Linked DNA regions of Mus musculus: all the other regions are linked to region 2. A link is a contact called in public Micro-C and promoter capture Hi-C data. All regions are on one chromosome and are shown on one strand. Each heading gives the region's core, a stretch centred on a gene start, on an enhancer-like site or on the middle of the called end of the contact. The rest is flanking DNA. Distances are from core to core; before and after follow the strand shown.

Evidence for each region. Promoter capture Hi-C pulls out the DNA fragments that hold promoters and counts their contacts. Hi-C and Micro-C count contacts between places; a contact is called where the count stands out from the background.
Region 1: a contact with region 2 is called in a promoter capture Hi-C map of liver, with 5 times the contacts expected there. The contact joins the promoter of Lsp1 here to the promoter of Ascl2 in region 2. A contact is called at or near these places in 6 of 39 promoter capture datasets (cranial neural crest, hematopoietic stem and progenitor cells, hippocampal neurons and 2 more).
Region 3: a contact with region 2 is called in a Micro-C map of embryonic stem cells, with 3 times the contacts expected there. The contact joins the promoter of Igf2os here to the promoter of Ascl2 in region 2. A contact is called at or near these places in 7 of 39 promoter capture datasets (cranial neural crest, embryonic stem cells, liver and 2 more), 5 of 484 Hi-C or Micro-C datasets (all in embryonic stem cells) and 1 of 9 other capture datasets (pancreatic islet).

What each region holds. Positions count from the first base shown.
Region 1 is chr7:142,458,969-142,462,438 of GRCm38.p6, reverse strand. It overlaps Lsp1 (lymphocyte specific 1), which reads right to left and starts at 1,627. Exons shown (of 11, transcript NM_001136071.2): 1 at 1,473-1,627. The coding sequence starts at 1,540.
Region 2 is chr7:142,967,950-142,971,590 of GRCm38.p6, reverse strand. Ascl2 (achaete-scute family bHLH transcription factor 2) reads left to right here and starts at 2,327. Exons shown (of 3, transcript NM_008554.3): 1 at 2,327-2,620; 2 at 2,892-3,641. The coding sequence starts at 2,611.
Region 3 is chr7:142,658,406-142,661,909 of GRCm38.p6, reverse strand. Igf2os (insulin-like growth factor 2, opposite strand) reads right to left here and starts at 2,230. Exons shown (of 4, transcript NR_002855.3): 1 at 881-2,230. It also overlaps a transcript of Igf2 not described here.

The sequences.
Region 1 (3,470 bases), core at 378-2,877, 510 kb after region 2:
GTGCTGCTTAGACCTCGGCATTTGAGACAGCTGAGAGAGGGGGCTGAGGAAGGGCCTAGGAGGAGGGTGGGGCTGGCTTGGCTGCTTGAAGCTGCCCTTCTATGGGCACAAGGTGGCAGGGGCACTGACGTGCAGTCATTTCTGAACAGGGTCACAGCTGTTGACTGATCACCCTGTTCCACACACCCCGCAGCTTGTGTCCTCATCCAGCCTGGGCAGAGTGTCCTTGGAGCCCTTCTTGGGATGTCACGATGCATGTCCCCCTTCCCAGGAGACAGACTTCATAGAGCCTTTCTGGGAACAACATGGCCCTGGAATCCCAAGGCTGGCACAAGGGTGCTGACCCAGACCAGGCCAGTCTCTGCTTAGCCTCAGACTCCTTTCCTAGCCTGAGGGTTCCTTGGACAACTTTCTAACCAGGGTCCAAATGCAAAGCAATAGTGTGGAGACCCCCCAACATGCACCCCTCAAAGTGAGGTTTCTTCCCATTATCATTGATAAGGATTGAGGAATTGCTGTTCCTGCCCAAGATCTGGCGTCCGGCTTGCGAACTGCAGAGACCCTGCAACCCCTGCTAAGGTGGGCCTTATCTCCTTGAGCCTGTGGCTGAACCCTAAGAGTCACACTCTCCCTGGCAGCCTGGCAGCTCCGGTAGCAATTTTATGTTTTACCTCTTTCTTCCCCTTCCTCTTACACACCTGGACCGCAGCCCCCACATCCTGCTCCCATGAGGCTGCTAGCCTCTGACCTGTCCCCAAGACCTGACACCCTCTTCTGAGACCTGTTCCTGGGACAGGGCAGGGCAGGCACCAATGGCCTGGCTTGGTCTCCATGTCTACCCACTAACAGCTTCCCTTCTCATTACCCCCACCCCCACCTTATGACCCAACACAGGAAAGACAGGGAACACCCTTCACATCCCTTTAAATTGCAGATGCCCTTAAGCAGCTGACAGCCTAAAGGCCTCTGCCCAGCCCTGTCTGTTGCAGGGCAGTGGCCCCCTTTACCTTTGCCAATGTTCATTCCCATACCCACTGTACTTAACAACAGTGCCTGGTCCATAAGACACCATTGACCTTCTCTATCCTCACATAGCAGCTTTGGGAACCCCTGAGGCCTGGTCACCTCTCAGTATCTTAAGGCAGGCCAGACCCCTCAGACAAGCCTATAGGTGCATGAGGTCAGGATTCCTAGGCCTAGTTTCTCCCAACACAGCTACTGCTCTCTCCTGCTGTTCAGGCCATATCCAGCCACTCCCAGTCCCTTCCACACCAAGCATCCATCTTCTCTATTCTGGCTATGAACCCTAGCCAGGAAGATAGCCTTTCCCAGTTAGGCCAAGCTGCAGAGGGAGATAGAGGAGATACACACCTCTCTGGTAAGAGAGGGTTTCTGAAGGCTATCTAAGTCCTATCTGAGATTCTGCCTACTCAGCACTTGGCACAAAGCAAACTGCCCATAGTGGAACTCACCCTTCGCTGTCTTCTGCATGGAGCTCTTCCTGTTCCTCGCATCTGGGATCGATGGCAGCCTCCGCCATGGGCCTGGTGTCTTCGGTGTGGGTGCACTTGTTATGGCTCCTGGTGTTTCTCTGTAGATGGGCGGTGGCCTAGAGCCTCAGCCCCCCACCCTTCCCGCCCCAGGTTTCACTTCCTCCTTCCTGTAGCAGGTTGAGGTTTGAAACCTATGGGGCTTGGGTTTTTTTTTTTTTTTTCCTATGTTGCTGCAACAGAAGAAGAGTTAAAACAAAACAAAACAAAACAAAAAAACAAAAAACCAAAAACCAACTAAACCCAAACCACTCATCAGGAAGTGTTGAGCAAGCAAGCTATAGCCTCCTGGAATGACAGAAAAGGGCTGAGGGTAGAGGTGAGTAAGGCTACTCCTTGCAACTCTGGTCCATAGACCTGAGAGTAGCTATGTCTCCCACAATGTCCAGAATTCATGGTCCCTTTAGTGTCCGTGGACTGCTTTCAATTGCTTTGCATGGAAATCTTCTGTGCTTCCAAGTGTGCTCAATGAACATGGTGGAACTAGTTCTTGATGCTTCAAGGTCATGGCCTTGGACACTCTTAGTTAGCCTTTGCTCCCCAGCCATGTCCAGGGTCCCACATGTGGTGCTCCCCTAGTCTGTGGTTCTAGAGCTTGTCTCTATCTGTCTCCATTCCTAGCTGCTGGACGCTCTTGTCTCCCTGCTCCATCAGCTCTCTCTAATCCTGCCTCTGTGCTCTGGGCATTTGGAACCAGTCGAAGAGTCGGTTGATGTTCCCAGCTATGCTGGGGTGGGTCATGGGTTCTCCTGAGAGGCAGCACCAGAGGAAGGACTGAGGCTTTTGGGAGGGAACCAAAGGGACTATAAAGGAATGATGGGGAATGTGATAGCCAGATCCCAAAGTCCCGGGACTTGGGCTAAAGTGTCACTGGGCCAAGTTGAGGCAGCCACAACATGGTAGAGACTCTCTCTTTGAAGCTTGCTGACCCAAGAGATAGAAAGAAAGGAGCCAGTGCCCTATTTCCCAGCACTGGGCAATGAGTGACCTCGGAAATCTCACTATGAGGTCTTACAGGAGAAGTGCAGAAAGGCAAGAGAGCCTTAGGGTGTTGGGAAACTTAGTAGAAGCTGTAGAGTATCATCTAGAGGTAGACCTGTGTTTGCAAGCCTGCCTGACTGCAGGGAGCCCTTTCTTATCCACATGGTCCAGTGGAGGCAAAGCCTTGCTTACTCTATCCCAGTCCTGAGGAGGGGGCAACAGGAAGAGTGAGTATTGTTCAGCAGACTGGGCAGGACACCTGCCTGCTTTTTCTTCAGCCTCCTCTCTCTCTCCTTTTGCACTTTGCTTCCTTGGGACCCTCCTAAGTGCTCTGTTGATAAGTGGCTGGGAATGCATTTGGCAGGTGACAGAGTTATGCCACTTCTGTCCTGACACCTCTTAAGAGGTTTTCACTGGTTCCTATGTCTGTCACAGGGCCTCGCCATCCAGGCACCTTATCGGTGCATTCCAGCCACTAATCTATGAACTTTCTGTGGCCTGTTTGTCCTTAGGGCTGGGGGATGGAGAGGTGGAGACCATTGGCTACCTACAGACTGGATTGGTTTCATAGTTTTCAGGACCTCAAATCCAGCAGCTAACATCTTTCAGATGGAAATTCAGACCCTAATAGCACAGACCCTTCAAGCCTGCAGAGCCAGCTCTGCCCAAGGGGAAAACCCCAGTCTGGTTCTCTCAAAGCTGAAGTGTTTATAAAGTCAGCCCCAAGAGTAGCAGTGTGGAAGGCAGGACTCCTGAGAGGAGATGGGTCTTACACCCAGGTCATATCACAGGAGTGACTTTCCTGTAAAAGTAAATCGTAGGGTGGCAAGATGGCTCAGGAGGCAAAGGTGTTTGAGACCAAGCTTGATGATCTGAGTTCAATCCATCGGACCCACACGGTGAAAGGAGAGAACCAATTCCTACAAGTTGTCCTCTGAT
Region 2 (3,641 bases), core at 1,078-3,577:
CTGGACAGTTCTTGTAAATGACATCATGTAATATGTGGTCTTTCGGTTTTTCCTTCTTTCACTCACTCATGTCTACCAACACCATGATGCCAGTCAGTGTTTTATTTCTTCTCTTGGCTGAACAATATTTCCTTCTGAGTCAGTTCATGCTTTATCCATCCATTTGTCTGTTGATGGACATCTGGCTGTTTCAAAACATTTAAATGAAGATCACATGGCTAAGGATAGAGCCAGAGCCCAAGCCCCCCAAAAGAGATGTATGAAACTCTTATGATCAGGGGAGAACTGCTTCTGGAGCAAGAGAACTGCCACCAGGATGGTTAGAGGATGTGGGTACGTGAAGTTAAGAAATGAAGGGGCACACCTAGGGAGACGCCAATCCCTAGGGAACTGTCACCTTTAAGCTGAGGAAGGTAGGTTGGGCTTGCAGAAAGTACGAGGGCCAGGATGGGGGAGGGGCCAAGGTGGGAAAGGTGCTGAGTAGGATGAGATGCTGGCTTTATAGAAGTAGGGTATGTACCAGCCTGAGAGGAAGGAAATATGGTGAGACCCCTGAAAGAGTCGTGAGTCTTTACACACACACACACACACACACACACACACACACACACACACAGACACACACACAGACACACGGTGATGTACCTAAGTTGCTAGATTGCCTAGAATGCACCACATTGTCTAGCATGTATCATATATGAAGCCCTGGGTTCCATCTCCAGCATCACATACAATGAGTGTGACGGTGCATGCCTATAATCTATCTGGAGATATAAGAAGAAGATAGACGTTCTGAAGTTCACAGTCATCCTTAGCTATGTAGTGAATTAAGGGCTAACCTAAGCTTCAGGAGACTCTCCCACCACCACCCCTAAATGGAGGAAAAGTACAAAAAACAACTTAGGGAAAGGCAGGGAGGAAACAGGGCAGCAGTGGTCTCCGTACAGTGAGGGTTTGCAGATCAAACCTCCTCAGGGCACCAGGATACAAACTGTTTCCATCTCTTCTGTATATGTGTGCATGCTTGCGTGTGCAAGGATGAGCACAGCAGTGTGTATGGAGGTTGGAGGATATCTTGGATGTTGGTCCTTCCCTTCCAGCCTGTTTAAGATAGACGTTGTTGTTCATTATTGCAGTCCTGGGGCTAGCTGGCCTGGAAGTTTGAAGGAATTCTCTTCTTGGCATCTTGGGTTTCTATGGGTTCTGAGGATTTGAACTCAGGTCCTCACACTTGCACAGCAAGTGCTTTACTTAACAATCTCCCCAGACCAACTGGATTGCTCCAAACAGCAGAGAAGTGACTAGACTTATCCAAGTGCTCTTAGCAGACACCCGGGAAATTTCGACTCACTGCCCACTTCCCACAGCAAGGTTATCAAAAGGCTGGATTAGGATGATACAGCCTTGACGAATCCTGGAGAGTCATGGAACCTGCAGGCAGCCCCACACTGGCAGTACATGCTCCAAGGCAGTGCGAAAGCAGAGAGAAGCCTGGTTTTGGTAGCCCTCCCCCAGTCGGATATTTACAAAGAAAGTAACTCCAGGTTACTACCCACAGGATAGACCACTTGAACCCTATAGGTCTTGCTTGGCTCCCAAGCACCTACCTAGTCCTTTGAGGGAAAAATTGGGCTTGCTACGGCCTTGAGAGCACACTTCTGGGACAATGGGGCAAAACTGAGACTTTGACAAGGTCAGTGCATTTCCCTTCCCCTTCAACCTTCCCTCCACCGGCCTCAGGGGAAGGATGGGACTGAGAGGTCTGCTGGAATCCGAAGAAGTGTTATTGAACAAAAAGTCCAGGAACCGAACAAAAACTAGTCTGGGTAGATTCACCATTAGGAAAAGAGACCCAGACTTGGAGAGCTGGCTGTAAGGTGCAGATGGGTGACAGTGTGAGAAAGGAGTGGACTTGATTGTATTCTCTCAGGTCAGGGCAACCGGTCCTGGGGATTCTTGAAAACACAGAGGCATGGGGTGTGCATGAGGGGCTAAATGGGTACAGGTGCCCAGGAACATGAAATTTCCCATTACTGGTCTGAACCACTCCTCAAGCCCTTCTCACACTCAAGGGGCACAGGTGTGCTCCTGCAATGCGTGGACACCGGGTCCTGGTGGAGGAGCAGGGTGGGGCGGAGTGGGCGTGGAGCCTTGTGCGAGACACTCCCCCATCTCTGGAGCCACGCGCCAGGCGTACGCTTCCTTCTGGCCCCGGCATAGGACCGCGCCAATTGTCATTGGCCAAACGGGCGATCCCAGATTGGCTGAGACCCCGGCTCCCGCCTCCTCCGCCAGGGGGAGGGACGTGGGTGCGGGTTTGAGGCTCGTGCTACCCTAGGGGGTCGCGCTCTTCTGCCTCCTACCTCTTGGTCACCGCAAAGCTTGGTCCGGTTCTTCATCCGGCTGCAAGCGCTAGGTGTGCGGAGACCTGGCAGCTCTTGGGGCTTAAGGGCTGAGCACCAGGACGGGTGGAGGTGCCTGTAGAGTACATTCGGACCCTCTCTCGGACCCTCTCTCAGCCCCTGAGTGTGCGGGACCTGCGGAGCGCAGTTCGGGATCTGCACTCGAGGATTTTTCGAGGACGCAATAAGCTAAGCATCTGCCCGGAGCATGGAAGCACGTCAGTAGGCCATGAACTGCACCCGGGAGGGGTGGGGGTGGAAGCGCACGGTGTCAGCTTTGCAGAATGTGTACGCCAAGGGGAGGGTGAAGCGTGGCGGGAGGGCGAGGCGAAGGAAGGAGGGCGTGAGAAAGGAGGCGGTGGCGGGCGGAGGAGAGTTATCTATACTTTTTAAAAAAAAGGAGCCGCTTGAGCCGCGTAAAGGGAGACTTGGGGAGCGCCTGACAGCACGCGCGGGACACGAGAGTACCACGCTTCCCTACTCTTTCAGACCTTGACTGGTACGGGGTCCCAGGACTGCAGGAGGCCAGCGACGCGTGCCCTAGGGAGTCCTGCAGCAGTGCCCTGCCTGAGGCCCGTGAAGGTGCAAACGTCCACTTCCCACCGCACCCGGTTCCTCGCGAGCACTTTTCCTGTGCCGCACCAGAACTCGTAGCAGGGGCCCAGGGGCTGAATGCAAGCTTGATGGACGGCGGCGCGCTGCCCAGACTCATGCCCACCTCGTCTGGAGTCGCTGGAGCCTGCGCTGCTCGGCGGAGACAAGCGTCTCCGGAATTGCTGCGCTGCAGCCGGCGGCGGCGATCTGGAGCAACCGAGGCCAGCAGCAGCTCGGCTGCCGTGGCACGCCGCAATGAGCGCGAGCGCAACCGCGTAAAGCTGGTAAACTTGGGCTTCCAGGCGCTGCGGCAGCACGTGCCGCACGGCGGCGCCAACAAGAAGCTGAGTAAGGTGGAGACGCTGCGCTCCGCGGTAGAGTACATTCGTGCGCTGCAGCGGCTGCTCGCAGAGCACGACGCGGTGCGTGCCGCGCTCGCTGGGGGGCTGTTAACACCCGCTACTCCGCCGTCCGATGAGTGCGCGCAGCCCTCTGCCTCCCCTGCCAGCGCGTCTCTGTCCTGCGCCTCTACGTCTCCGTCCCCGGACCGCCTGGGCTGCTCTGAGCCTACCTCCCCGCGCTCCGCCTACTCGTCGGAGGAAAGCAGCTGCGAGGGAGAGCTAAGCCCGATGGAGCAGGAGCTGC
Region 3 (3,504 bases), core at 981-3,480, 310 kb after region 2:
GGCTTTCTCAAATGGACTTCTTGCATTTCTAATTCCACCACATTTAGACAGCATTTCCTCATTCTCTAGAGGACTTCTCTGAAGCCACAGAAATTAGAGGTGATTTTTCCCGGGTGTTGTAGGGCCCACTGGCTTCAGGGTGAACCCTAGTCTCCACTCCCACCCCTCAAAAGAACTGACCTGAATTCCCTAAAATCCATCTGTTGTTTTTCATCTCCCATTTTTAAGCAATTAAAATTAAGCTCCCCTAAATTTCATGTTGGGAATTTTCTTAAACCCAACAGCAACAACAAACCACCTAACTTCTACAAATTAGTCTAGGATTTTGTGGGTTCCCCAAGCTTTCTAACCAAGATATTGGGTTCCCCTCGTTAGGCCTGGATCAAGATGCCCCCCATTTTTGCATAGAATAATTTTCCTCATTCCCCAACTTGGATTCTAATTTTTCTGGAATCTCAAATTTAGTCATTCGCCACAGTTTTCCCATTTATGGAGTCGCCTTCGAGTCCCCCTACTTTGGGCCGCTCATTCCCAGGACCGCAAATCAGACAAGGGTCTGACTTGGGATCCCCGAAATTTGATCATTGTTTCCGCTGGCCACTTTCGGCAGCTTCCCGTCCTGCGCATAACAGTGGTATCGGCCTCGTCACTTCTCCTACGGTGTCCCAGCGGCAGCACAGATTTTGGAAAAGTGTGTGTGCCCCAAACACGCACTGGACACTGCGCGGCGGCCAGGACGTGGGCAGTGTTGCTCCCGTGTCCAGGAAAACGACTGGGCATTGCCCCCAGTTTCCCCCAAATTTGGGCATTGTCCCCGGGTCTTCCAACGGACTGGGCGTTGCCCCGGTTCACTGGGGACTGCCCTTGGGGTCTCGCTCACCTTCAGCAGCGTCCACTTCAGCAGCTCCCACTTCATCCGCTCTCCCGCCCTTCTCCTCCGATCCTCCTGCGCCAGCGGACCCGACCTTCGGCCTTGTGGTGAGCTCCCCGTGGCGCGCTCCCTCGTGCCCCAGCTCTTCCACTGCGGGGCACCGGCTACCTCGCAGTTTGTCCTCAGGGCTGCTGCGGAGTAGCGCGGGAGCGGGCTGCTGGCTTCTCCCTCGGCGGCAGCGCTCCTTTGGGCTGGGCGCTCCGAAACGCGCGCCACTTTGTGTGCACTCTGCAAACAACGCGGTGGTAGGGAAAGCGCCTGGGCGGCCAGGAAGCGGGAAGGGCAGAGCGCTCGGGCGGCTTGGAGCCTCCAACCCTACAGGTCGAGGGCTTGGGGAAGCGAGTGTAGAGCGCGGGCGCGGTGATTGATGGTCGGGCCGGGAGGTTAGCCCCGGGTGCACTGGTTTCCGCCAGTAGTGGCCCTTTAGAGGCCTAGAGGTGCGGAGGTCGGGAGAGGGAAACAAGGTGCACCGGTTTAGAAGTGATTTTGACTTGGTAAAAATCACAATGGCTTCTTATATCTGAAACCACCCGGGGAGAGTTTCTTAATAGCCCGGAATTATCGCATTGGCCCCTGGGGCCGAACCTGCAACTAAGCAAATTCAAAGTGCTGAGGACAGGGAACTGTTATCTGCTCATACTGGGTGGGGTCCCAAAGGCGCGCCGCTTAGAAGCACTTCAGTGAGCTCTGGTTTACAGGTCTGGTTTGAGCTACGTTTCCCGCCCTGCTTCTTTTTCTGCTGAAGGGCGCAGACATTGTGCGGGGGCTCCACGCGGGGCCCAGATTTGGCGTGGCCAAGCCAGCCTTCCCTTCATGGTGCACCTGGTGGCCCCCCAAAGGCTGCTAGGAGATCCCAGGCAAAGCAGAGGTTAGGGGCGCTTAGTAAGATCTATCTGGCTGCTATTCGAGGTGCCTCACAGCCCGCCCTGCCTGCTCAGGCAGGTGGAGGCTGCGCGCTCCCCCCCCCCCCCCCAGCCGATCCAGGGGACTGTCCCCTGCTTAGCAAGTAGGTCCCTGTGAGAACCCTCTACCCAGCTACCTGCGCCTTAACTCAGTCGGCCGGGATGCGCCTACCTTGTAACCCTCTAACTGAGCACAGGTCCTGCCACTACCACTGAGGCCTAGGGTGCCACGCACGTTGGTTCGCACCACGCGCCCATGTTGCACAAGCACAGGGCACCCCGGAAACATGACATGGGACCTCGATTTTTAGGGATAGACACCCAGGATTTAGTGGGCCTGTTGGGGCGCACAGCCCCCCCCCATCTTTGCCACCAGGCACTCCACTCCCCCCCCCCACCGGCAACCCCCGTGCCCAGGGCCCCCGACCCGCATTCCCCGCGTGGCTCGAGTTGCGGGGGCGGTCCCGGGGCGGGGCGAGGGCCCTGCGGACGCCCATTGGCGCGGGCGTAAGGCCAGCGGGGCCCGAGCGGGCGCCGAGCCGCGGGGTGGCGCGGCTATAAGAACCGGGCGTTGGCGCCCGGAGTTCGCCTGCTCTCCGGCGGAGCTGCGTGAGGCCAGGCCGGCCCCCGGCCCCCCCTTCCGGCCGCCCCCGCCTCCTGGCCCACGCCCGCCCGCGCTCGGCCCGCCAGCGCCTCCATCCGGGCTGGCGGCCCCGCGTCGACGCCGTCCGCCACCTCGCTGCTGCTAACTCCTGTGCAGGGCGCCGTCGGCGGGGCCGCGCTCCGTCGGGCCTGCGGATCTCCCCACCGCCTCCTCCTCTATCTACCTCAACACCCCATTCCTGCTTCGCCAGAGGAGGCGGTCCCCACCGCAGGCAGTCCGGCTTGCAGGTCGCCGGCGTTGTCATCCCCCGCGCTTCCCCTCCCAGCCCTCCCCGGTGCGCAGCCCGGCTGCTCCCCTCTTTTCGCTGCAGTCCCGAGCAGCTGAGGCGCCGCCACGCCTGTCCCCCCCACAAGAAGCCCGGGCTTACGACGGCTGAGGGCTCCGTCGACCCTAACCGAGCTGGGTGCCCGTGGCCGGGGTGACGCCTCCATTCCTCCCCCCTCAACACCGTCCTCGGTCCTTCGAAGTTGCATCCTCTCCTCTGCTTAGGGTGCGCCCCCCCTCGCGCACCCGCTTACCCGCCACCTTTCCTAAGCTCCCCTCCTGCCCCCTCCCCGTTCCTCCTCGCCTCAGACTCCCTCCCCCTCACGTCCGCCCTCTGCCTTCGCCTACCCAAGTGGATTAATTATACGCTTTCTGTTTCTCTCCGTGCTGTCCTCTCCCGCTGTGAGCCTACCCGCCTCTCGCTGTCCTCTCTCCCTCTCTCCCTCTCTGTGGTCCCCCCCTTTCACGTTCACTCTGTCTCTCTCACTATCTCTGCCCCCCAACTATCCTTGATACAACAGCTGACCTCATTTCCCGATACCTTTTCCCCCCCGAAAGTACAATATCTGGCCCGCCCCAGCCCTAAGATACCCTAAAGAAGCAGAAGAGACGCCCCCCTCCCCACCAAAAAAGCCATCTCCCCGTTCTGTCCCGTCGCACATTCGGCCTCTGCGACTCGGGCAGAGCGGCGCTGGCAGAGGAGTGCCCGGCAGAAGGGCCTTCGCCCGCTGTTCGGTTTGCAT